Regions from separate parts of the Anser cygnoides genome. Here region 2 is linked to region 1. A link is a contact called in public Hi-C data. All regions are on one chromosome and are shown on one strand. Each heading gives the region's core, a stretch centred on a gene start, on an enhancer-like site or on the middle of the called end of the contact. The rest is flanking DNA. Distances are from core to core; before and after follow the strand shown.

Region 1 (7,199 bases), core at 2,805-5,304:
CATGCTGTTTAACTGCTGTTTGCAGAGTTACTGAGGAGAACTGCCTTGTCCCCTCCATATCAAAATGGCTTTCTTGCTGGCCTTGGTGTTGTCTCCTGGATAAGGCTCAGTAAACAAGGAAGCGGGGCTGTAGCTAGCAGCTACACCTAACGCGGTGGTTTTGGGGCTAGGCGAGCTGCGTTGCTCATGGACTGTCACTGATGAAAACGCAAGACTTCCTGCTACATCTGTCCACAAATGTGGAATCAGTGAGCCTCTTTGTGGTAAGCAGCTCATGTGTGACTCAGATCACACTCACATCAGAGGCATGCATGAATTTCCTGGTGGACAGGAGGGCTGGGAGCCTTCAGCACTTTGCCTATGCTCCCTGTCCAAACGATTTTTCCATTCCCAAGAAGTGACCACACCCTCTGGCTGAGGATGAGCCATCAAGAATCTTCTTGGATGTAAGCTCTGGGTTGCGCTGATACAATGAGGAGCAGAATTATTTTCCCTGCTGCTCTGGCTGTTTTACTGACAAATGCAGCTGCAGAGTGTGGCAGGAACCCCTTCATCCTTTAAGGAAGCAGTAACCTAAGTGTAACCTACAGTGTTTCTGCTGAGGTGAGGCAGGACCAGGTTCTTACCTGTTAAGAGCAGGCAAAAGAACTTATTAGAAAATAATGCTCATGTTAAATTTGAGGTAATGCTGTGTTTAACAGGATGGAGCTCTGAAATATTTAGGTGATACAGAAGTGACTGCAAATTCGCTTAGGAATGGGGCAGGATCAGAAAGGTTGAAATAAGTCCTCTGCTCAGAAGGCTGCAAAGTAGCTCTTGCAAGGACAGCAAGTTTTCAGCTCCCTCTGTTGCAGTATTTTCAGTTTCTACAGGCAGGAACATGGGCTTCAGCCTGCTAAAAATGTATATTTTGCCCTAGTGTCATAATTTGGACTAGAATAGTTAATTTTATTCCAAGTAGGTGGTATGGTGCTGTGTTTTAGATATAAGATGAGAACAATGCTGACAGCACGCTGATGTTTAGCTGTTGCAGAGCAGTGCTCACATGTAGCCAAGGCCTGTCCAGGTTCTCATGCTGCCCCAGCAGGAGGAGGCTGGGGGGTGCGCAGGGAGCTGGGAGGGGACACAGCCAGGAACAGCTGACCCCAGCTGGCCAAAGGGAGGTCCCATAGCATAAGGCGTCATGTGGGACAGAAGCACTGCGGGATGCTGCTGATAGGGGATGGGATTGGTTTTGGTGGGTGGTGAGCAATTGCTTTGTGCATCACTTGCTTTTATTCTCTTGTCATTGTTTTCCCTTTCTGTCCTATTAAGTGGTCTTTATCTCAGCCCACAGATTTTACCTGTTTTCTGGTTCTCTTTTCCCTCCCACAGAGGGATAGTGAGGGGGAGGGAGTGTGGTTTGGGAACAGCTGTGTGCTGCTGAGCTGCCTGCTGGGTTAAACCACACCACCCAAATGCAGTGGTTCCAAGTAACCTCGCTGAAAACTTGGGGCATATGCCCAGACACAGGTATTAAGTAATATGCTGGAGAACTCAACGAGTGTGGTTTTTGCTTGCTGAATGGAGTTGTCCTTCGCTTGAAGGAGAGAGACCAGTATTACCATATTTCAGAACGTAAAGCAGCTGAGTTGCTTTCCTTGAAATCATTTAGCTCTGGTGAGAAGCAGGGATGTGACCTGCTTTGATCCTGTGATCTGAGAAAATGCCTTTAAAGGGGAAACAGTAGACGACTGACTGACTTGAACGTACACCACATTTCTTACATATTTGGTGGAGAAAACATATAAAGGCTACTTCTGGGAGCAAGGGTTCCTTTAGGGAAGGAGTTATCCTCCCCTCAGGTAATGACTGCAGTCTTATTTTATTTGGCTATAAAATGGCTGAGATCTGTGCCTTGCTGTCAAACCAGTAGAGCAAGAAGTTTTTCTCCAGGTGCCTGTTACGTAGCTTCCAGCCTCAGAGTGGACTGGCTGACAGGAAGAGAAATACTTCCTCGTGCACAGAAATTGAATGAGTGGCTGGGATGACTAGGCTTTACCAGAGAATTGTGAAAGGAAAGGCCAAGACAAAGGCGTTACAGTGAGTGGACAAGGGAAAAATGCAGGGTTAGACTGAGGTGAAATAGCTGTGCTCCTTAATTCCAGCCATGCTCCAAGACTGCTGTAATACACTGGGGGAAATTATTCTTAAGCACCAGCACATCACTTCCACATCACTAGTGCTCAGCCGAACTTCAGCTCCAGCTGACTGTTACCTTTTTGTTCTTTCCCAGACCTGAATTATGTTAGGCTTGGATTTGATAGAATAGCATTTGAAATAGTTCTGATTTCTTGGTGTTCATTCATCATAGCTAACTGGCTGTAGCAGGGACAAAAAACAGCTTTTAATACCTTATCAAGGTACATGGTGTTCAAAACTTGCCTGATATCAACTTCATAGCAGACACATTCCCAGCAATTTTGTAGTCCATTAGTTCTGTTGTCTTTTTTAACTGATTATAGAAACAAAACACATGTAGTAGTAGCAGGAGCAACTGGGCCAAGTTTCTAAGCACTGGGATATGCGTAGGGAGCAGATTCCTTCTACTGTTGCAGTTAGTGAAGTGCGGCATGGCAGTTCCTCTGTGCCAAGCTCCAGTGCATGCAGATTTCAGCTGTTTGAGGACTGTTTGTGAAATCCTAGCTAGACCAAAGCCTGTGGCCCTGACCCTTTGTGAGGGGTGGGAAAGGCTGACGTGCTGACAGGAGGCAGTGCAGGCCTGAGGGAGGACCAGGGGCCTGGCCATGGCATGGAGTCAGCTCATCTTAAGTGGTTAACAGGGTGTAGCAAGTCTACCCTAGTTTTCAAAACATCTGCCTGTAGGTCTTGATAAGGATACCAAACACAAAGCTATAGCGAGGAGGAGGAGAAGTCTGATTAGGAGCTGTGCGTGGGATGCAGCTGCTGGCCTTCGTTCCCTCGTTGTGTGGGACTAGTAGGTGGTGAGCTCCGTAAGCTGAGCAGAGGTGGAACCATGCTGTGGCATCCTTATTTTTGGCCTCCTCTTTTTCAGTGGATGTTTCCTGCAGGTAAGAATTATACCCACTCAGATGCCTGCAGATTTGGTAAGGATCATGTAGAAGAGTTGAGGGAACTTTGAAAAAGCTGTGTGGTGACAATCCAAGTGAAATTTTTCCTCCGCTCTAGAGATGGTCCAGGCTGGTAAACGGGGTGCAATAGCGTGAGAGCTGCATGAGGACTTGCTCCCACTTGCAGCTGCCTGAGAAAACACGTTTGTGCCATGCAAGTCTCCACAAGGCGGCAGTGACTGTTTCTGTACATTTTTTTTTATGCAGGCACTCTGGGAATGCCTTGTGCCTTTTCCTTTGTGCACGGGGGTGGTGGTAGCTCTAGGTAATGGGCTAGAGGAGAGCATGGGGCCTTCTGGAACTTCTAGAAACTCCAGAACTCCTTTTTCCTTTCCCAGGAAGCTTCTCTCTTCAGTTTCAGAGTGTTAGCGTTAGACAAAGGGTGACAGCCACCAGTGTGTTTGCCTGCTCACAGTCCTTGTGCAATTGGATGGAAGACAGGCTGGACAGCAGTGATACTACTAGTGCTCTGCCTAAAAGCACACAAGTCATTTATTGGCAGACAGGGCCTATCCCAGCACTGCACAGCTGTACCTTTGCTCTCCAGGGGACCCTGGCACCTTGTTAAATTCTTTATGCCAGCTGTACTCACAAGGTTAGTCTGTGTGCTTCACAGGGAGAAATAGACCAAGGGTAGAAAAATACAAAGTTTTTGTGAATTTTAACCTATCTTTACTCTTGTGCCACTGACACTCTCGGTCCCATGACAGTCAGGAAAACTTTTGGTTTTCATACTCTTTATTTTCAACACACTGGAAAAAAAAAACTACAAGGACAACCAGTGGAGAAACTACGGGGAGAACTCAAGGCGATATCTCGATACCTGACAATGAAAGGTGTTGTTGTTTTACAAATAAAGTTGTTTTTGTAGTAGAACTACCTTGCAGGTAGTTCACAGGAACCCCCGGTGATTGTTTTTAGTTGGCTACAAATCACAGCTTTACTTGAAACAAAAGATCGTGAAATTAGTGACCTTAAAACAATTCAGTATTTTAGGATTTGCAAGTCTTCTGAAAATTTCTCATTAAAGAAAGGTGAAACAAAAGCAAGCCTCTACATAGGAGAATGGAAACCTACTGGCAACAAACTCCCTTTTCTTTTTTATGTTTTTCCACACTGTGCAGTGGTATTAATTTTCTCAGAGGCCAATTGAAAACCACAGCATTGGAGCTAACACAGGCTGGTGCTCCTTTCCCTTCAGAAACCCCTATAAAGCAACAAGCACCTCTCCTCTAGTAGTTGCTCTAAATCTTAAATGATCTCTTCCTGTTGACAGACAGATCATCTAATTCTGCCCCTGTAAAGACACTAGGGCCTTTTGCAATCTCTCTTCAGAGATCAATAACAAGAAAACAAAAATTAACCAAGAATTCTATATCTGTGTTTATTCTTCACTTGGAGATGGAACATCATCACCTTCTGTAACCTAACTGTAGCCTGTAGCTAACAGTGTTCTTGTTCAGCTCTTTCAATATGTCTAAGATGTTTATTGTTGCTAATCTGAGTCTCCTTCACTCAGCACCATGCAGGTCCTGCACATGAATGTAGCACAGATAGGGCCAGCATACGGATGTCATCTTCAGGGACAGCCAGGGTGAACAGCACGGCAAGCCCAGCTTTAAGGTTACACACCAATCCCCGCATTACTCAAGGAAATACGTGACCTAGCCATACCACCCGTATTGTGGGATCTGCTGGGAGAAATAGGGTGGCTAAAATATTGCAAGCATGTGTGTTAAGTGCAAGGAAGTGAAGAGCAGGGCATTCCACAAAGAGAACTGTGACACAGTTGAAGTATCCGTTATAGGTTTATTTTTTTTTCTTTCCATAGGCCCAGAATAACTAAGATGCCTGTATTTCCTGATATTTTTTTAAAAAAATTGCCAGCCTTTTGAGGAAACTGGGAACCCCTGAACAGTTTGCCTGATCTTTGCTCCCTAATATTGTTTACAAAATTAAATTCCCTCTTGCTGAGTTCTGGACCAAATCAATAGGTAAACATTAGTCATCAGATGTGCCATCAGCTGGAAAACCTTTCAGAATGGCCTTTTTCTTTCTACGAGTCAACTTAGATTTGTTCGAACTACTATTAAATCAGTTACACTTCTGATGAGGTTAAACAGTTTTAAGGCTTTTTTGTTTAGCTTCGGGAAGCAGGTCTCAAGTTCTTCAAGAGCAAACCCACTGGCATACACTTACAGTTATATGACCAGTTATTAAGAGGTTATCTTCACCAACTTCCACCAAAAATATTGAAATATACCTTTTGAACAGTGAGTTAGAAGCACAAAGCTGAACAGAAACATTCTCCTTTGCCTGCCTCCCGAGGAATGTGTGGCCTTCAGACTTTTACAATAGCTTTTCCAAGATTTTCTCCCTTTAACATTCCAATGAAAGCTGCTGGCATGTTCTCAAATCCTTCAGTGACTTGTTCATGGTACTTCACTTTTCCCTGTCAAAAGGAGGAAAGGAAACTGCTGAGTGATCATTCATCAGCTGCTTAGTTTTCACAGTCTTCATGAGACTAAATTGCCACCAATGAATTTTCTCCAGCTTGTATGCTCCATCTGAAACATGCAAGCTGGTGCACAACAGGGTAACTTTGCAAAACTAGGTTTGGGTATAGTGATTCCATAAAAGAATCTGCTTTTGTAGCACGATTCCCCCCCTTGCAGTCAGAAGAGGGAGCAACAGTCACTGCTGAAAAAAATCACCAGGACAGATTTAGTGCTTCTCAGTCCCCAAACAATGGGCAAGTAGATTGTTTCCTCAAAGCCAGGCCTGTTTCTATCTGTAGTGAAGCATGGAATTACAAATCAAAATGATGACCCTCCCCAATCCTCAATTTGTAAAAGATAAAAGCCTTGTAGCCTTCAATGTTCACGCTCACATATTTTTCACAGCCATGAATCAAGTTTTAAACTCAGCCTCCATTTAGAAAAATAAAATTAAAGAAAAAAAAATCCTGGTAACTCCCTTTAGAGCCCAGCTCCCGGTTCCATAAGGGCACTGATTTTTGCCAGTAATTCCAGCACAACAGTACAGTGGAAATGCTTGCTCATACTACAAATGAGAGGAGATTTCTGAAGGAGAAATAGAGGAATTACTCTAAATAAGAAACTCTTCATTGCCAGAGAATTGTATAGAATGGTTCTGGAAGGATCCTCTTCCAAAGTTTATATGTTTTCTGGGATTCTAATCTAAGACCACAGGCTAATATCGCAAGTCTCAGTGAAGTGGAAGGCATCAGGCATATTCAGCATGGTTTGAGTGTCCTCAAAAGGCTCAAAGATCACGTCAGGTAGAAGAAAATCATACCAGGACCTCAGTTCACCAGCTATGACAAGAGACCCGCCCTTGCAAAGAGGTAAGCAAGTACACCTTTTAAAGAAAATTACCCCTGCCTTTCTTACCTCCAGGACCCATTTCAGCAGTGCCTTCTGACCTTCCTCCCGGCGGTTATTCCAGCGAGTGACAATAAACCCTTCCATATGAAGCTCCTTGAAGATCATTGGAATCTGAACATAAGGTCCTGCAGGAGAAAGAAACCAACCCTCAAGCTGCCTGTAATGCCAGTCTCATTTGAAATGAGACCCAATGCATAAAGAGAGCTTTTAGCCAGTAAAGGACACTGAATCACATTGTTCCAGCCAGAGGCAACTTCAATTCTTTCCAAAAAGAATTTCCAGAATAATAAGATCATGGGTTCAGGGACAGAGCCATCCTGGAAAACAAAGCCCTGAGCTGTTAAAGCTGTGTGAGGCTGAACACCCAGCACTTGTGAAAAGTTTCATTCAGAAGTAAAATGGCCTTTGCCGAGGGGCTTCAGCTTAATCCTCAAAGTACTGTTTTCACTGATTATTAGATAGCCTGCCGAGCTCTGGTGCTCTTGGCTAAGGCTCAAAAAAAGTTACATACATAAAAAAAAGTTCCCTCAGTAATAAAAATGTGTGATAATCTCCCCACTTGAAAAAGCCTGTCCCATTTTTAAAGTGATTTGAGAGTCTAAAGTCAAAAAGAATGTAGTTCCTAAGAACATTCATTTCTTCTAGAATGCAAATTTGGAAA
Region 2 (6,301 bases), core at 3,086-5,585, 170 kb before region 1:
TTCTAGGCACTGATGATCTTTGGGGGTTTCCCCAAAGTACTTCTATTCAAGAGAGTAAGCAAGTGAGCAAAAGAGAGTCATATACGTCCCCCAGGCGCACTGAAAACACTTTCCACTCATTGGCACACTAATAAAGAATAGCAATATACATAGGTGCAGTGGCATGCGTTTCTTTGCTGCTGCCTTTGTGGGCTTAATTTGAGGGTGTTCTGGGAGCATCCTACAGAGTAACCCCTCTGTGTGAAAAGAAAGGGCTGTCCTGGGTTGAGATACACAGCTGGTTTAGCAGCTACTGCACTGGGCTGTGTCCAGCTTCGCTGAACCAAGTTCTTGGTCCTGCTGTTCTTCCTCGGTAACCTTTGCTCATGGGGGGAAAGGAGACAATAATTTGTGCCCCATATAACAATCGGTATGGACGTGAACTGGTGTTTGGCAGCTGGCTCACAGAACCATGAGATGAGTAGTTTGGGTAAATTTCCACTAGATGATGCTGTAGCCATTTCAAGGATTAGAGGCTGTAACTTACAAGGGGGAAAAATACTTCCTTAGTTTTAACTGCATATTTAACTGAAGCATTGTTTCTGCTCATCAATTCGCACCCTAGCCCTACTGTTCAATCTTGTACTCAGGTTACTCTCAACAAGGTATTTTTCCATGTATGATCAGCCGAGATGACCACCCAGCTTCTTAACACTGAGGGTAATCAAGCCTGGGTGGTAGCAGACTTCCAGAGCTAGCCTGTATTTCCAGCTCTCTTCTATCTGTCTCCTCCTTTCTTCTGCAAGGGACATTATCTCGGGTATCCTAAGATCAGACCTTGGTGGTCTATTTCCAACACATGTCCGCAGCAGCCAAGCAGGGCAGGTGTCCAAAAACCCTGCTTCATTTAGCTGGAAGCAGAAATGACTTTTCTGGTAAATCTGTGATGTGATAGCAATGAGGATCGTAATTTTAGGAAAACAAACCCAAATTGTGACCATTTATTTTGCAGTGGTTCAGGAAAAAAAATAAAAAAGAGAGAGAGAGAGAGAGAGAGAGAAAGAAAGGGAAGTTGTGTGCACATCCTCTGTGGAGTGAATTTCTTAATGACACTGTAATTAAGAGTGGCTTCTGCCAAATGCTGTTTACTTTCTGCTGTCAGATCTGACTGAATTAATCACAAGCAACTCGACTTAAAAGTGAGACTTGTTCTCCTCTGCTTGCTGAGTGACACACAGACCAAGTGCAAGAAACAGCCTGCCAATGCCTCCATCAGGCAGCCCGCTTCAGTACAACTTCTGAAGACTAAATGGTACCTTGCCAAGACTCCATCTTATCCCATGATCTCTCCTACTGCCCTCCCATCGATGCAGTAACATGGCTGTGGCATGGAGAAAGCTTTGCTCTATAGACTTCCCATCTGTGGAGCAGATCTTGCGCTGGCAGTGTGTTCAAGAGAGAAATAAGGCAAAAATCTTACTTCAGACCACACTGGCCACACCCAGTTTAGGACTGAGGGAAATCAAGCCTGGATGGCAGTAGATACGAATATGTGGGGGACACAAGAAGCTAGACAGTATATTGATGGACTGGAAAAATACGAAGGAATGGTACACCAGATCAAATTAATTGTGCTCACTTCCAGCATCATGAAATGTGTTAAAGATTTTAATGCGGAGTGTTTATGGGCTAGCTGGGCTCTTGGAAAAGCAGTCCTTAGTCTCTCAACCTGTGATAACCTCCCTTTTATACAGCAATCTGATCAGTGTGTATTGGTGGTATTTATTCTGCCTTCGTAGATAAATTAAGGAATACATGTTAACACACATACTTACTTCACGAAATATAATTGCCCTCTGAAAAACAGGCTCTGGCTCTTTTTTTTTTTTTTTCTCAAGGCATCTGATATTAAGTGAGGATGTCTGATTTGTTCTTAGCCTCCCAGGGACTTCAGAGGGAGCAGGCAGATCCGTATTTGACCAAGTCTCATGTTCAGTACTATAACCTTGAGGGCAGTGGTTGTTGAAGCAGTAGTGGTTATAACAGTGAATACTTTAGCTCACCATCCTTGATAAACTACAAACTCCTTCTGATTGTGACCAAAATAGGAGAATTCTTCATACTCCAATTCACACAGCCACAAAAATTGAAGAACTCAAGTGAAAGTGAAATATCTTCTTTGAGCTAACCATTCCTGGATAAACTATTGACAAATAGGAAGGAAAAATACTATTTTAAAACTATAGATATAACAGGAGAAGTTTAGCATTTTTAGATGATCTTGGATGCCTCTGTATGAGCAACCAAAGTGATGCGCAGGAGGCCTTTGGCTTCCCCAGCAAGTTATGTATGCCCCAGACAACCACCATCCATTAATTTCCCCCATGCACTTTCTGGCAGACAGAAGTCTGTGGCTGGATGAACAATAGAAAACAAAAGTTTTGTTCCAACCTTTCTACACTTGACCCCATGGGGAGAAACTACTGTCCATGTTCTGATCCTTCCCTGCCAGTCTGATTCCTTTCTTTAAGAGAAAAGAGCAAGAAGACTTCATAAACCAACATATTACAACAGAAAAACCCCACGCCCTCCAGGAATTCCTACTAGTTAGAGCAAACAGAAGGTAAATGTCTACATGCATCAGTCTGGAGTGAATTAAATCACATCCTTTGTGGCATTGCTTTTACATGCTAGTGATCTGTGGCTCTGCCTAGCCATACTGCCACAGTGCGTATAATGAGCTGCTCCATGAGCCAAAGGACTACCATCCCCATGCTCTGTATTTCCTGCAGAAATTCACCCAAGAAATGCCCACTCCCAAATCCATGTGCATTCTGTTGCTGAGGGTTCTTACTCTGCAATTTGGCTTATCTGATGTCTAGTTAAGGTTAAAATTGTAAATACATCTTTTCTCATTAAGGTGTCTTTTTTCCCAGTGTCTGCTTGTTCCCAGGAAGCTTACAGTAACTCACTGTCTGCTAGTGTCGTTGAGATTCTCTAAAGCTCAAGCACAAAGGCTTGAAATTGTTCCTTAGGTTCAAAGTCTACGTGGGATGCACACGTTGTGCATCCAACGGCATCTAGTTTCCTTATGCTGAAAAGGTGATAAACACAATACTAGAATTAATTATTGACCTGCTACCTGCTTATAACCAGAGTGCTTGCAGTTCAATTAGGCTCCAAAAGCCATTAAATGCTTTGTTTTATATTCATTACATGAAAACGGCAACCTGATCTGACTTCAAACCGGCTTCTGATAACACAAGTTTAGTCAGGAGAGCTGGCTGTAGCTATTGTAGCCTGAGGTGGGACATGGGAGCTACATAGGTACATGTGGAGAATGGAAATCACCTGAGTATTGGTGAATTTTTTTAACATAAGGCCCTGATTTTAAGTTGGCACACCCACTACACCTGAAATTTCACCGTCTGAAGTTGATAAAAATAAGTGCGATTCATGGAGAGGTTCACAGTAGACTGCAGATTGCTTTTACAGCCAAAGAAAGCAACGGGCCTATCAGCTGCCTCCCTTGGGTTGCAAATGAAGGGGGATGAATACATTGCAGCATGGTAGCCCTTGGTTTTCATCTTGGGTATTAACTGTAACACGGTCTTAGAAATCTACAGGATTTTGCACAGCCATCCTCTGCCTTAGCGCTGCTAATGCTTTCTCTACAAAATCCTTGTCAGTTTGACAGAAAGAGCTAAATCTATGCAAAGATACTTTATGATTTAACTGACACTAGCATGGTGAAAATCTGTTTGTTCTCTGGCACCTCAAAATCTCTAAGTCAGGTCTCATGGCTGTGATCCAGCCAAGCATTTAGTATGAATGTGCTCTCTAAGCATGTGCATTGTCTTATCAGATGCAAGCATTTGCATAATTAAGAGCTATCATAGCAGAAATAGTCTGCATTGCATATGTAAGAATTCATCTCTTCAAAAAAGATGTTGAACATCCTCTTTGCATGTACTTTTCATTGTTGCTCATCTTTAATAGGAAGCTTCTCTAGGAATTTTTTTTCAAATCAATGACCTGGGAGCAAAGATCAAGAAATGCCCCTGCAAATACAAACAATGCCAGTTTCAGGTTACTGTGAACTTGCATACAGTTTGCACAAACCTTTCATAAGTTTGCGTAGTGGTGTTTGTTCTGCATTATTTTTGGAAGCTGGGTGGGGTTCCTCTTCTGTCAGACATTTCCAAATTTCTTTTCCACTCTGTGCAGGGCTCTCAGGCTATCCCATCTCTTGGGTGGTATCTCTAGGTCTGTCTGCTGTTCCAAGGCTCTGACCTAACAATTGTTATGTTTAGACAGCGCCTCTGGGAGTGAGTTTTCCTTCTCTGTCTTTCTTTAAGATGGGTGGGAAACAGACTTCCAGCTCTCAGATATGCACAGCTCTCTGTTCTTGCTGATTCTGTCCAGGTTAGCCTGATGCACAAACACACTCAAGAACACAGCTCCCACAGTGACAAGCTAGATAGGGCTTACAGCAGAACATGTCCCGCTGAATTAGCAAGTGCCTTGTTCTTTGATAAACTGTAAAGCTGCTCTATCACGTGTTTGTTGTACTTTGAGGCACCTGAAGGAAGCAAGATTTTCCATCCTGGCACTGTTGAACAGCCATTGTAAAAGTATTGACCTGCTGACAAGTGGGAGAAACATTCCAGTTATGTAAACAGATGGGAAATATTTATTTTTTTCTCCAGCATTCCTAGAATAAGCTGGCTTTAACTTAGTCCATAACTTAACTTGTGTGTGTGATGTTCCCATTATTGCCTCCAAACACGCAAACTGATTCCTTTACAGTCACCAGCTGTCAGCCACTGAACCGGGGGGTTTCACTGCATTCTTGTAAAAGCCATCAAAATGCTTTGAGAAGACTTCCCATGACCAGTTTGAAAATGCATTTCAAAGGATGTAAAACTACCATGCTGGGTGAGGCCGAACACTGCTTTGAGCAGCAGCTCGTTTCCAGCCCTGGCCACTACCGACAGCTTCAGAAAACTGTGCCACTGGACAAGTTAAAATATCTTCTTGTAAAATGTCTCAGCTTCCAGCACCCAACAACACAAGAACTTTTTGTCATAGCCGCTACTGAAATTTAACCTGAAGTACTGAGCTCAACAGACTTTAATAGCCATACATAGCTCTCTCCGCTGGATCTGCTGAACCTATTTTAACCATTTATATATTGTCGTCTAAAATATCCCATGCTAGGTGAGTTCCGAAGTTTAACTTCTGCGGTGTGTGTAGTGGGGAAAACGTCAAAAAAGAAGACCGCTTATTTCTGTTGGTTTAAATTGGCTGCCTAACATTTCATGCCTGTTGCCTTTAGCACTTGAAGTATTAACAACAGTAAATTCTCCATGCTCTGCACTTATGCTTTGTATAGTTACATTATCAGTCATCACTTTCACCAAAGCAAGAGTTACTTCATATATTTAATGATTTTTCTATTCTTTTGTTTAGTTTGGCTTTGAGATGAGACAGGAGGATGGACATTTGATAACACTGATGTGGCTACATGACAGGTTTATACAGGGATGTAACTCTTTTTATTCTGTTCTCTATCTGTAACTATAAGAGGAAGCTGAAAGGATTTTACTACTAGGTTAAAGGTTGGACTAGAGGATCTTAGAGGTACTTTCCAATCTGAATGAATCTATGATGCCTTTTTAGTGTTTTTTTTTTTAAACATATACAGGGACTTGAAATTCAAGAAGTATAAGAATACTGTCACAGCATATAGTGTGCTATGATATTTCTTCATTTAGACTGGATCTTCATCTGGACCACAACAGTGGAAGACAGGTGGAAATTACACTTGATATCAAGATACAAATCTGGTAGTTGTCTGGATTTTCATTTCTTGTACAGCTCAGGCTCAGTTCTTCACTCACCCATCCAGGAATGCTGCCTGCAGTATAGGCTGCAACCAGTCCGGTTCTAAACCCTACTAAACTGACTGCACCCTGTTAGCAAAGCTGTCACAGATTTGCTGGTTCATTAGCTTTTGAAACTCAGCTTTAATGAGTAACTGCTGGACCTCTGACCTGGATTGCACCTGCTTCACCTTGTCTTGGTTCTTTCAGATGCATTTCAAACAAAACAGAGAGCAGAACAACTCGATTCACCTATTTGCTAACTGGCATCAGCATGGTCCTTAAAGTAAGGCTGCTCTGGCATGCCAGAGATAGCAAAAGCCCCACATAAGTAAACAAACACCTCAGAGTAATAAACTGATCCACACGATCTCCTGTATTGTCTCTTTGGAGTCAGCGGGCTCATGAGGCTCCTGAGCAAGCAGGAAAAAGACAAC

The links. Hi-C and Micro-C count contacts between places; a contact is called where the count stands out from the background.
Region 2: a Hi-C map of liver shows a contact between it and region 1, with 2.6 times the contacts expected there. The contact joins two enhancer-like sites.

The regions. Positions count from the first base shown.
Region 1 is chrZ:11,627,371-11,634,569 of Taihu_goose_T2T_genome, reverse strand. PTGR1 (prostaglandin reductase 1) reads right to left here. Exons shown (of 11, transcript XM_066988115.1): 10 at 6,545-6,663; 11 at 4,921-5,583. The coding sequence ends at 5,473. Among named protein-coding and RNA genes, the nearest start is that of PTGR1, 17 kb to the right of the region's middle. Within about 2 kb of position 4,054, at least 2 of the 3 cell types and tissues checked have open chromatin away from gene starts, as enhancers often do. A contact at or near this core is called in liver, where this site is marked.
Region 2 is chrZ:11,798,700-11,805,000 of Taihu_goose_T2T_genome, reverse strand. No RefSeq gene overlaps it. Among named protein-coding and RNA genes, the nearest start is that of SVEP1, 18 kb to the right of the region's middle. Within about 2 kb of position 4,335, at least 1 of the 3 cell types and tissues checked has open chromatin away from gene starts, as enhancers often do. A contact at or near this core is called in liver, where this site is marked.